2 separate regions of the Mus musculus genome follow, and region 1 is linked to region 2. The links are chromatin contacts, called in public HiChIP or PLAC-seq maps. All regions are on one chromosome and are shown on one strand. The core of a region is the stretch at or near the end of the contact, and the rest is flanking DNA. Distances in the headings are between cores, read along the strand shown.

Evidence for each region. HiChIP or PLAC-seq counts read pairs in DNA pulled down with a chosen protein or histone mark.
Region 1: a contact with region 2 is called in an H3K27ac HiChIP or PLAC-seq map of the HPC-7 cell line, with 5 times the contacts expected there. The contact joins two enhancer-like sites. A contact is called at or near these places in 1 of 39 promoter capture datasets (cranial neural crest), 1 of 15 datasets of contacts at CTCF or cohesin (the NIH/3T3 cell line), 1 of 484 Hi-C or Micro-C datasets (nephron progenitors), 4 of 115 datasets of contacts at active chromatin or transcription factors (the HPC-7 cell line, astrocytes, bone marrow-derived macrophages and 1 more) and 2 of 9 other capture datasets (liver and pancreatic islet).

The regions. Positions count from the first base shown.
Region 1 is chr10:60,737,251-60,741,965 of GRCm38.p6, reverse strand. The region is part of intron 2 of Slc29a3 (solute carrier family 29 (nucleoside transporters), member 3); the gene reads left to right. Among named protein-coding and RNA genes, the nearest start is that of Slc29a3, 13 kb to the left of the region's middle. Within about 2 kb of position 2,180, at least 80 of the 459 cell types and tissues checked have an H3K27ac peak or open chromatin away from gene starts, as enhancers often do. A contact at or near this core is called in the HPC-7 cell line and bone marrow-derived macrophages, where this site is marked.
Region 2 is chr10:60,564,801-60,570,183 of GRCm38.p6, reverse strand. The region is part of intron 7 of Cdh23 (cadherin 23 (otocadherin)); the gene reads left to right. Among named protein-coding and RNA genes, the nearest start is that of Gm51803, 120 kb to the left of the region's middle. Within about 2 kb of position 3,298, at least 68 of the 459 cell types and tissues checked have an H3K27ac peak or open chromatin away from gene starts, as enhancers often do. A contact at or near this core is called in the HPC-7 cell line and bone marrow-derived macrophages, where this site is marked.

The DNA of each region.
Region 1 (4,715 bases), core at 931-3,430, 170 kb before region 2:
TGAACTTTTTAAAAAATCAAATCCTAGCTATCCCTCACCCTTCACACACTCCAAAGAGAACTAAGGCACCTGCCTGAGCCCGGCCACTTCTCAAAAGGAGATAGCAGTGGTCAGGAGGCTGCTAGGGACTCTAGATATTGGCCATAGAGTTCGGGTAGGTGGCCATCAGGCGTAAGGGTCAGCTGCCCCACTCCATGCCAGCTACCCATTGCTCGGCCTGCGTGGATGGCTGCTGTAAGCCATTTGTGAAAACCCAGAACCAAAACTGAGTCATTTTGTAAGTTCCCCTGTCTACCCTCTGTCACTAACCACAGTCCAGCCAGCATGGTTCCCAGTGTCTAACACCTGTGATGCCCCTCCCCCACTGTGATGCCCCTCCCCCACCTGTGACGCCCCTCCCCCTTTTGTTCTGCTTCCTGTGAAGCTGTCAGTCACAGCTCTGGCCCCCTCTGCAGCTCTCCCTCCCTTTTTTATCTCTTCCCACCTGCTTACCATCCTGGGCTCCATCTGTACGGCTGGCCGCTCAGGCCCATCCATCCCTTCCTCTCCCCCACCTCTCTCTGTCTGTCTTTGATGTTATTTCCTTTTGCATATATCTTTAGACTCTAGAGGCAATCTCCCCAGCATGATTGATAGAAAGAAGCCTGGGCCAAAGTGGTCGATGTCTTTTTATTTATTTATTTATTTATTTATTTATTTATTTTTTTGGTTTTTCGAGACAGGGTTTCTCTGTATAGCCCTGGCTGTCCTGGAACTCACTTTTTAGACCAGGCTGGCTTCGAACTCAGAAATCCACCTGCCTCTGCCTCCCAAGTGCTGGGATTAAAGGCGTGCACCACCACCGCCTGGAGGTCGATGTCTTTTTAATGTGGTTCATCGTTGTGAGTGAGCGGAGAGCAAAGCCAATTAGAGGCTTTGTACAAACTCAAAGTACTTTTCTTTTTTAAGATTTGTTTTATTTTATATATGTGAGTATACTGTTGGTCTCTTCAGATACCAGAAGAGGGCTTTGGACCCCATTACAGATGGTTGTGAGCCACCACGTGGTTGCTGGGAATTAAACTCAGGACCTCTGGAAGAGCAGTCAGTGCTCTTAACCACTAAGCCGTCTCTCCAGCCCCAGAGTACTTCTCCTAAGGGCAGTCTTCAGCTGAGAAAGTTCTGCAGGGACAGTGGAGGGTCTGGGTTTCCATTAGATTGTCAGTGGTGTGTGAGCGTGAGTGTGTGTGTGTGTTTGTGTGTGTGTATGTCTTTCTCTGTGTTGGTGTCTATGTGTCTATGTGTGAGTGAGTATATCTCTGTGTGTCCATGTGAGTCTGTGTGTGTGTCTGTACATGTTTGCGTGAGTGTATGAGTGTGTCTCTGTGTGTCTGTGTGTGAGTGAGTGTGTCTGTGTGAAGTGTATGTGTGTGTCTGTCTGTATCTCTGTGTTTACATGTGTGTTTGTGTGAATGTGTCTGTGTATGAGTGTGTCTCTCTGTGTGTCTATATCTGTGTTTGTGTGAATGTGTCTGTGTGTGTATGTGTCTGAGTGAGTATGTCTTGTGTGTATGTATGTCTGTGTGAGTGTGTGTGTCTATATGAGTGTGTGTATGTGTCTGTGTATGAGTATGTGTCTGCTGTGTATGAGTATGTGTGTGTGTCTGTGTGTGTGTGTATGAGTATGTGTGTGTGTCTGTGTGTGAGTGTGTATGTGAATGAGTGTACACATGTGTGTGCACCTGAATACGGTCACAACCTGTAGCTCTGACCACCACATGAATCTTCAGAGAAGTTTGTGGCCACAATGGAAACGCTGTGTGTGTAGGAGGAAGCACCTGGCAGGGCTAGCAGAGAGGCCCTGAACAGCCATGTCTCAGGCATGGCCCTTGTCCCTCAGATACATGGGCCCCACCTAGGGTCTATAGAAGCTGCCCTGTGTAGACATGGCTAAATGAGTTATAGGGGTTTTCTAAGGCCACCTTCCAATGTCCCCATGGCTTAGGAAGAAGAGAGACAAGCAGACTTGGACACTCATAGTGACTGTCTCTGGTGTGTGTGTGTGTGTGTGTGTGTGTGTGTGTGTGTGTTTCTCAGGCTCCTTTTTCTCTGGTCCTTCCTTCTGTGCCCCCCACCCCCCAGCCACTGTTTGGCTGGCTGTTTCCGGAGCGGGAGGAATAGAAAGAGGAACAGGAGAGATGTTGGCTTGTCCTACTGGGGCCTAGAGAAAGCTTGGCAGGGGTGGAGTGGGGTGGGTAGAAAGCACACTGCTGTGTTATACCTCCTCCTGAGGCAGGAGGATCATGGTTTGGGAGAGCCAGCCTTGGTTTGTGGGTTTTACTCTTATTAGTGAAGAGGAGCTTTGTGTCCATCTTTAAAAGTGAAGACATTAGCCAGGTGGTGGTGGCGCACGCCTTTAATCCAAGCACTCGGAAGGCAGAGGCAGGTGGATCTCTGAGTTCCAGGCCAGCCAGGACTATACAGAGAAACCTTGTTTTGAAAAACAAAAACAAACAAACAAACAAAAAAAGAGTAATGAGGGCAGGAGAGATGAGGACCTGAGGTCAGAGTCCCAGTACACACATAAAAATCCCACATGAGCAGTACGTGCGTGTAACTGCAGCCTTGAGGGAATCCAGGGTGCTTGCCAGCCAGTCTAGCCAAATCTGTGACCTCCAGGTTCAGCAGGAGACCCTGACTCAAAAATAAAATGAACACCTGGCATTGCCCTCTGACCTTCACACTCATAAATACCCATAAGAACACATACCACCCATGTATATATGTGTGTGTAAAATGAGATGAGACAGGGCCAGCCTGTAAAATCATCCTGTGAGGTCCCTGATACAGAGATCAAATACTTCAGGCTTGCCGGGCCCCAGGATACTCAGTAAAGCTACCATCGCAGGCAGGAGTGACAGGTGGGACCACATCCCTGTGTTTGCAGAAGGATGAGGGCCACCCTTGGCCCTCAGACTGGCTTTAGCCTACCTGTGTTGGTGCTACAGGCCTGGGCACAGATCAGCTTGTACAGGGTTGGGAGGTGCGTGTGGATGCCTCCCAGATGGGGCAGGTCTTTCTCTCTAACCCCACAGCCTGTCAAACTGGGAGGCTGGAACCAAGGCTCCGGGGAAGAACATCTTGCAGCCTTTGGGGTCTTAGGACCCTTGGCACCCCTGGGTCTGCCTTCCCCTCCCCCACCTCGTGTGCACAGCCTCTCTTTTAATGTGTGCCCTATGCTTTGGATATGAAGTTTACCTCCCTTCAAGGAAGGAAGATCCAAGACTTCCTTTCCAAATCAGGGCTCACCCCAGGGCCCTAAGGCTACCCTAGATCAGAGCGGGACTCCTGGACTCACTGTGGAAGGTGTAACAGATGATGTCAGAAGCATGAGGCTAGAGATGACCTGGCTGGGGGGGGGGGGGGGCTGGGACCCCATGCAGGAACAGTTTCCCATGGCAGCTTGGGAAGAAGGCAGGCAGAGCTCCCTACAGGGAGGACAGAGCCAAGGCTTTCTAGGAGTGCTAAGAAAAAGGAAGTAAAGAGCTGGCGGGGAGGGGGGCAGTGAGGTCAAAGTACCTTTTTTTTTTTTTTTTTTTTTTTTTTTTTTGGTTTTTCGAGACAGGGTTTCTCTGTATAGCCCTGGCTGTCCTGGAACTCACTTTGTAGACCAGGCTGGCCTCGAACTCAGAAATCCACCTGCCTCTGCCTCCCGAGTGCTGGGATTAAAGGTGTGCGGCCACCACGCCTGGCTTTTTTTTTTTTTTTTTTTTTTTTTTTTTTTTTTTTAAAGCTCTTGACCCACAGAGAAGGAAGAGCCAGCCAACAGAAATTGGGAGTCAGGCGGTCTTGTGCAATGGCTCGGCAGCAGAGGGAAGAGAGACAGTGATGGGGAGGGAAGAAGGAGTGCTCCCCTTCTGGTGGGGAGGGAAGAAGAAGTGCTCCTGCCTCCATGCAGACAGGGAAAGTAGGGCCTTCCAGGAGACTGGGGAGCTCTGCTGATCGTCTGGAAGGAACTATAAAGTATGGACAGGGACAGAGGCTAGGGAAGCCTTGCTCTTTGGAGAACAGATTTAGTCTCAGTTCATGTTGACCTTGGGCTATCTTCATAGCCCAAGATAGCCCAAGGGGTCAAGGTTTCCAGGGCTGAGGGAACCATTTGATTGGGCCTCCCCATCCTTAGGGACCTATGGTGACATATGGCTGGCTGCAGTTTTTTGAGGCTTTCCCATCTCTCCTCTGGACCCCTCCCCAGCCCCCTCAACCCCACTTGGAAGTGGCACAGCCACCAAGCATGTCCCAGTCCCATGTCCCCTCCATGGGACCTCAGGAGCACAGGAAGCCACTGTCTTCCCTCTGTTTACCTCTCAACTTGTCCAGATGGGAGTGGGCTGTTCCAGGATGAGGGTGCATCCTTAACACCCCAGGCCGTGGAACCAGACAGCTGAAGGCAGGAGCCTGCATGGCCAATCGTTCTTGGCTGCAGCCCGCTCACTGCTGCTAATTTCATGGCCCTGTGATCCAGGTAACGCTCTGCCGCCCTGAGCTACCATCCCCGGGCTGGAATCACTTTCCTTACCCTGCAGGAGCCCAGCTGCCTCCTCCACTGCAGACCTGAGGTGGGGGGGGCAACGCAGAACTGTTTGGTGACAGTAGTTTCAGATTCCGAGGCCGCTGAGGCTCGTGACTAATGTACTCTGCTTATATCAAAGGGCCCAAATGGCATTCCGAGGAGA
Region 2 (5,383 bases), core at 2,049-4,548:
TGAGTGTCATCAGGAAATTGTCCTTTCCCATTGCTCTTCAATCAGACTGTGTCTGGAGAGTCCGCTAATGAGTGGGCCTGTGGGGTTCTCCAAGACCCAGGCTTTGCCCCAACAGGTTTTTTTGACTCCCCAGCTCCTGAAAAGGTCCAGGTGAAGGTGTCCTTGTCTTGCATCGGCTTCTTCCTAGAATCCTACACAAGCAATATCAAGGTCCATAGAGGGCCATGCTGTGACCACCCCCTGTCCTGACTTCTTATGTCCCAATGCTTGAGATGGAGGGGGTCTCATTATGGCATAATAACAAGGAGACTGAGGCCAAGAAGCAACTCCCCAGGCTGGGAAGATAGCTTATTTGGCAAAGTGCTTGTCAAACAAGCTTGAGGACCTGAGTTCAATACCCAGCACCCATAAAGGAGCCAGGTTGAGAGATGGATGCTTGTATTCCCAGCACTGGAACAGCAGACAGGAGGAATTCTAGGATGCACTTGTCTCCAGTCTAGTCAAATGATTGAGCTCCAGGTTCAGTGAAGGATCCCTGTCTCAAAAAACTAAGATAGGAGAGTGACTCAGGAAGACACCTACCACTTTCTATGCACACACATGCCAATTAGAGCATTCCCTGGTCTATAGCAGAGCTGGAATTCAAGCCCGTGGACAGTTATGGGAGCCACATACAAAGTAGGTGTTCAAGAAATTCATGGGTTCATTATCCCCGGGTTCTCTCACGGGCGGTGGAACACTCAGCTTTGTCCCTGGCCCTGATCCCATTTCCAAACAGGAGCAACTAAGGCCCACAGTCAAGGTCACTGTTGCACAGCTCAGGAAAGAAAACGGCCTGGCTGTACCACTCACTCACGTGCTTTCCCTATGAGGTCGCTACAGGATGTGTTGCTCAGGGAGGAAGTGATGAGGGAGTCTTTTTTTTTCCAAATGGACAGAATGTGAACTCTAAGCTGCAGATTTGCCACACCCTCCAGAAGGTTCTAGTAGCATGCCCTTGGTCTTAGAGAAGGTTCTAATAGCTTGCCGCTGGTCTTCCAGAAGGTTCTAATAGCTTGCCACCAGTCTTCCCGAGGGGCTGACAGGGAAGGTGATGGTGCTGGGAAACATCTCTGCTTAGATCATAACCAGAGAATCCCAGAACCTTGACCCCTAATCCCCTCACTCACCATGCATATAATGTCTAGGGAAACTGAAGCCCAGACAGGAGACAGTTGACATTCAGGGATGCATCATGATTGGTGAGGTACTGGCCCCAAAGTTGTTTCACCCCCCACCCCAACCTTGGGCTCCTGTCTTGTTCAGTACGGTTGTTTCTTTTTGAATCTTGAATTAATCTGATTTTAGCAACACAGTATACTAGGTGAGGGCATTGGGGTGGTCTGATGGCAAAGGGAATGCTTTCTAGCAAATGACAGGCAGCTACAAAAACTCCCTGCTTGGTGGGGGTGGGCGACGTTAGCTCACAGGAGTTGGCAGTCAGTCTTCTCAGCTTGTGTTTGCTTTTCTTTACAAAAGTACATTTGTGTTTCTGAAGCGCACCAACAAACGGTGGCTGTCCCACTATACTAAAGCCTCACCGAAGCCCGGGGAGGCTGGCAGGGCACAGACTCTTGTAGCTGGACTACAATGGGGAAAGTGAGGTAGAGGAGGGGACCTACTGAGTCTCCCATTTGTCAAGAGCAGAATCAGAACTGAGCAACACATTGGAATCTAAGATCAAAAGCCCTGGGCTGTGTAACCCTGAGAAGATGGGTTGCTTGTCTCTGGGTGATCTAGGGAGATCCCAGTACCTGACCCTGCCAGTCAGGACCTAAGCCCCAGGTCACTGGTGAGGTCTCTCCCCATGTTGTCTCCCTACCTGCTTGATGCTCTGACTCCCTTCCCAGCTAGCAGGGCAAATGAATGACCTTGACCTACAGACAGCACACTACAGTCTGGTCCTCTTTGTGACATCCCAGCTAGGCTATCAGAGTAAACACACTGATGTACTCTGGGGGCTCTAGGGCAAAACTGGCTTACTTTCGAGCCCAGCCTACCGGCAACTTGGAACCCAGGTCTCTCCAAGCAAGGAAGCAACCCTCCTAAAAACCAGGGTGTCACTTCCAAGCCAAGCAAGCCATGCTCTGTGGCTCAGCACCCACTTCCCTGCCCTTGTGGCAACTGATAGACACACTCCAAGCCTGAGTTCAAGTTCCCAGGCCCTCCGCCTTCATCCCTCCCCCTGCCTCTCCTCCTCCTCCTCCTCCTCCCCCCTCCTCTCTCCATGTGACCTCTCTTCCTCCTCTTCTTCCATTTACCCTGTTCTCTGACCCCTCTTCTTTGTCTCTTTTCCTCCAGCCTTTTCTCCTTCTCCATCTCTGCTCACCTTTTCCTTCCTTCTCTACTCCCGGAGGGTGGGATGCACCTAGCAGAAGAGCAAGCATCCATGGCTTCTTAACACTTTTTCTGCCAGGATCCTAGTTGAAACCATGGGCCTCTTTTTTTTCTGGGAACCTGGGAGTCTTGAGAGGGTAGCCTGGGACTGGCCACTCACTGAGCACTGGGGAGCTCTCACAACCTCAGAGTCAAGTCGTAGAGAGATGCCTCCAGTTGTTAGGGTAAAGTGCAAGGCCTGGGGCTCTCTCAAAGACCAGAGTGCATATTTTTCTAGGCCTCTGGGCTCCTGGGGCTGCACTGGGAGAACCCACCAAGTCAGAGGAGAGCAGATGGCAGCTCTTTTCTTCATTTTGTGGCACAAAATGTGTCTGTGCTTTCTAGATTTTAGTCACAGAGTGTGCACTCCATCCCAGCATCCATGGTCCTTGGAGAGTGATGGCAGCTGGGATCCCCCACATATGACTACACATAGACTCTTGTGGATGAGCCTATCTGGCCCCCACTATCCCAAGAAGTTGTATACTCATCTCCCCAGAAGATACTGGGGCAGTGGTCTCCCCATTTCAACCTTTCCCAAACTGCTTTGGAAAATGACAAGAGAGAAAGTCCCAAATGAGACAGGGAAGACTTTCAGAATTGAAAATCCCCATTCCCTTCTCCAGCCACTGCTGGCTGTGGCCCTAACCTGGGAATTCCCAGCATCCCCCCGGGCTAGTGGCCTCACAATGCTCGGTAACTTCCCATCCTACAGAGAACTGAGATGGAGCTGGGACTCCAACAAGGTTCTATGTCGGGCCTTAGAAAGACGACTCCCTCCTGGGTTCCCATTGCCGTTTCTGTCCCTTAGCCTGACTCTTGAGACCTTCGTTACCTCTCCAGTCCTTGGGTTTCAGGAAGTGGGTTTTAGAGAGGGCCCCACAGCTTCCGCCAGCCTGGCTTTCCCTGGCAGAGCAAACACTCCCGAGAGCGCATGCTTCTCATGCAGCTTGTAGCCTCTTTCGAAATAGACAGCCATCAGGTTCATATGGATCCTTCCAGCCCCCTTCTGTCCCTAATAATCCCTCCTCTGGGGCGGTATCGATTCTCAGCTGCAGGTTGCCTCTTGGTATGCGGGAGCCTGGTTTGGGGTGGATAAATCGCTGCGCTGTCATCTTCACGCGGCAATTACCCGCTCTGATTCCTCTCCTCCAGCCACGCAGACACCCGCTTATCGACAACATGCTCGCTCAAGCCCCAGCCAGCTGGGCAGGGAGCCCCGTGGACCTGTAGGAGCAGAGACTCTGGCAAGGCAAGCTTAGACCCCCACCCCCACCCCAGCTCTGAAGCTGGACACAGTGGGGAGATGTTGAAAGGGAAGTCTGTTCACTACAGATATTGAGGCACCCCTGTGGGCATGTAGGTGGAACCCTGCATCTTTTCCTGCGTCTCGCATTCGCATGTAAAGAAAGTCATCCCACAGCTGTTCTTTTTCATTGTGCTCCCTGTTGGGGCTTGGAACCTGGACCCAGCTTACGGGCTAGTGGACACCTTCTACAAAGCACCGCCTAGTAAGTAGTTAGAATTCTCCTAGGGTCTCTGTTGCAACCATTAAGCTTCCTGGCCACACAAAAGCAATTATAGATGGTATATATACAGGTAAGTCCAGCCTGGGACACACACACTGGATACAGGCCATGTGACCAAGGATGACAATAAATGTGACACAAATGTTTAACTGTAAAGCTTACTAAAACATGATGATAATTTTTATCTATCTATCTATCTATCTATCTATCTATCTATTTATGGTGATTAGACTGCATGGGTCTGGAACATGAACTTTGGAAATGTTCAGAGATGACAGATGTCAGCATCACAGGATTGGGCACACCTGAAAGATGCATGAGCATGGCTAGGCCACAGATGCTGAGCTCGGATCTTATGCAATTTCCATGAGCTATGAAATACTATCTCCAGATTCCCTCCCCCCCCAACACACGCGTGGAAACGTTGGTGACGTGCACAAACACAGGCTGTGTGGGCCAAGTCCAGCCTCAACCATAGATTGTTCACCCCCTAATACTTTGATTTTTATCTATCCAGTCTGTCTGTCTGCCTGCCTGCCAGTCTGTGTGTTTGAGTGAATGTGAGAGTGAGTTAAACACACAGCCATGTGCATACCACAGTGTGGAAATCAGATAATGACTTGCAGGAGTCTGTTCTCTCTCTCCAGCACAGGTCCTAGGTCATGAGGCTTGCGCATCGAGGACTTTTACCTGCTGAGCCATCTCTCCCTGGCCCCTGATTTGATCTGTAGAGGATCCTAAGGATGTTTTTTTGTACTTGATACTCTTCCTGCTTCCATTCTCCAGATAAGAAAACCGAGGCCATCGGAGGGAAGCATCTTACCTCCCTGCAGCAGGGAGGGATGCTGTAGCTGCGGTCTCTCAGCAGGTGGAGACCCTCTGGAGTGTTCTATGTAGTTGTGTAGAGATACACAGTTGACCTTGCTTACTGAGGGGCATCCTGGGATCTCGGCCCCACAGCTGGAGCTAGATTCAGTTCTGTCACATATTTCTCTGGGACATCTGCTTTTTCCAGAGCATCTGCTTCCTCACGTGGGGGAAATAAAGAAAGTAAAGATTGTTGCTAAGCATCTTCCACCCTAAAAGTCACGGCTCACCGTGACCCTGATTGGCGCTTGAACCACTATCTTCAGTGGCATAATATGTATAGAGATCGTCAGCCCCAAGCCCACCGCCTCCTACAGCAGGACCCTGGCCTCACATCCCACCTGCCTGTCGATGCCAGAGTGCTTCAGTCTCCATTGACCATAAGTCCTGCTCTAGAGGTAGCCTCGCTGTGGTCTTTACAGCGAAGCTGAGCTCAGCGGACCCCCACCTGGGCAGGAAGCCAGGGAGATAAGACCAGCCAGGGCCTGGCCACTGATACCTGGCGTGAAATTGAAAAGCACTCGACTTCTCCCTCCACAGCCCGGTGCCTCCAGTGAGACAACGTAGCTGGG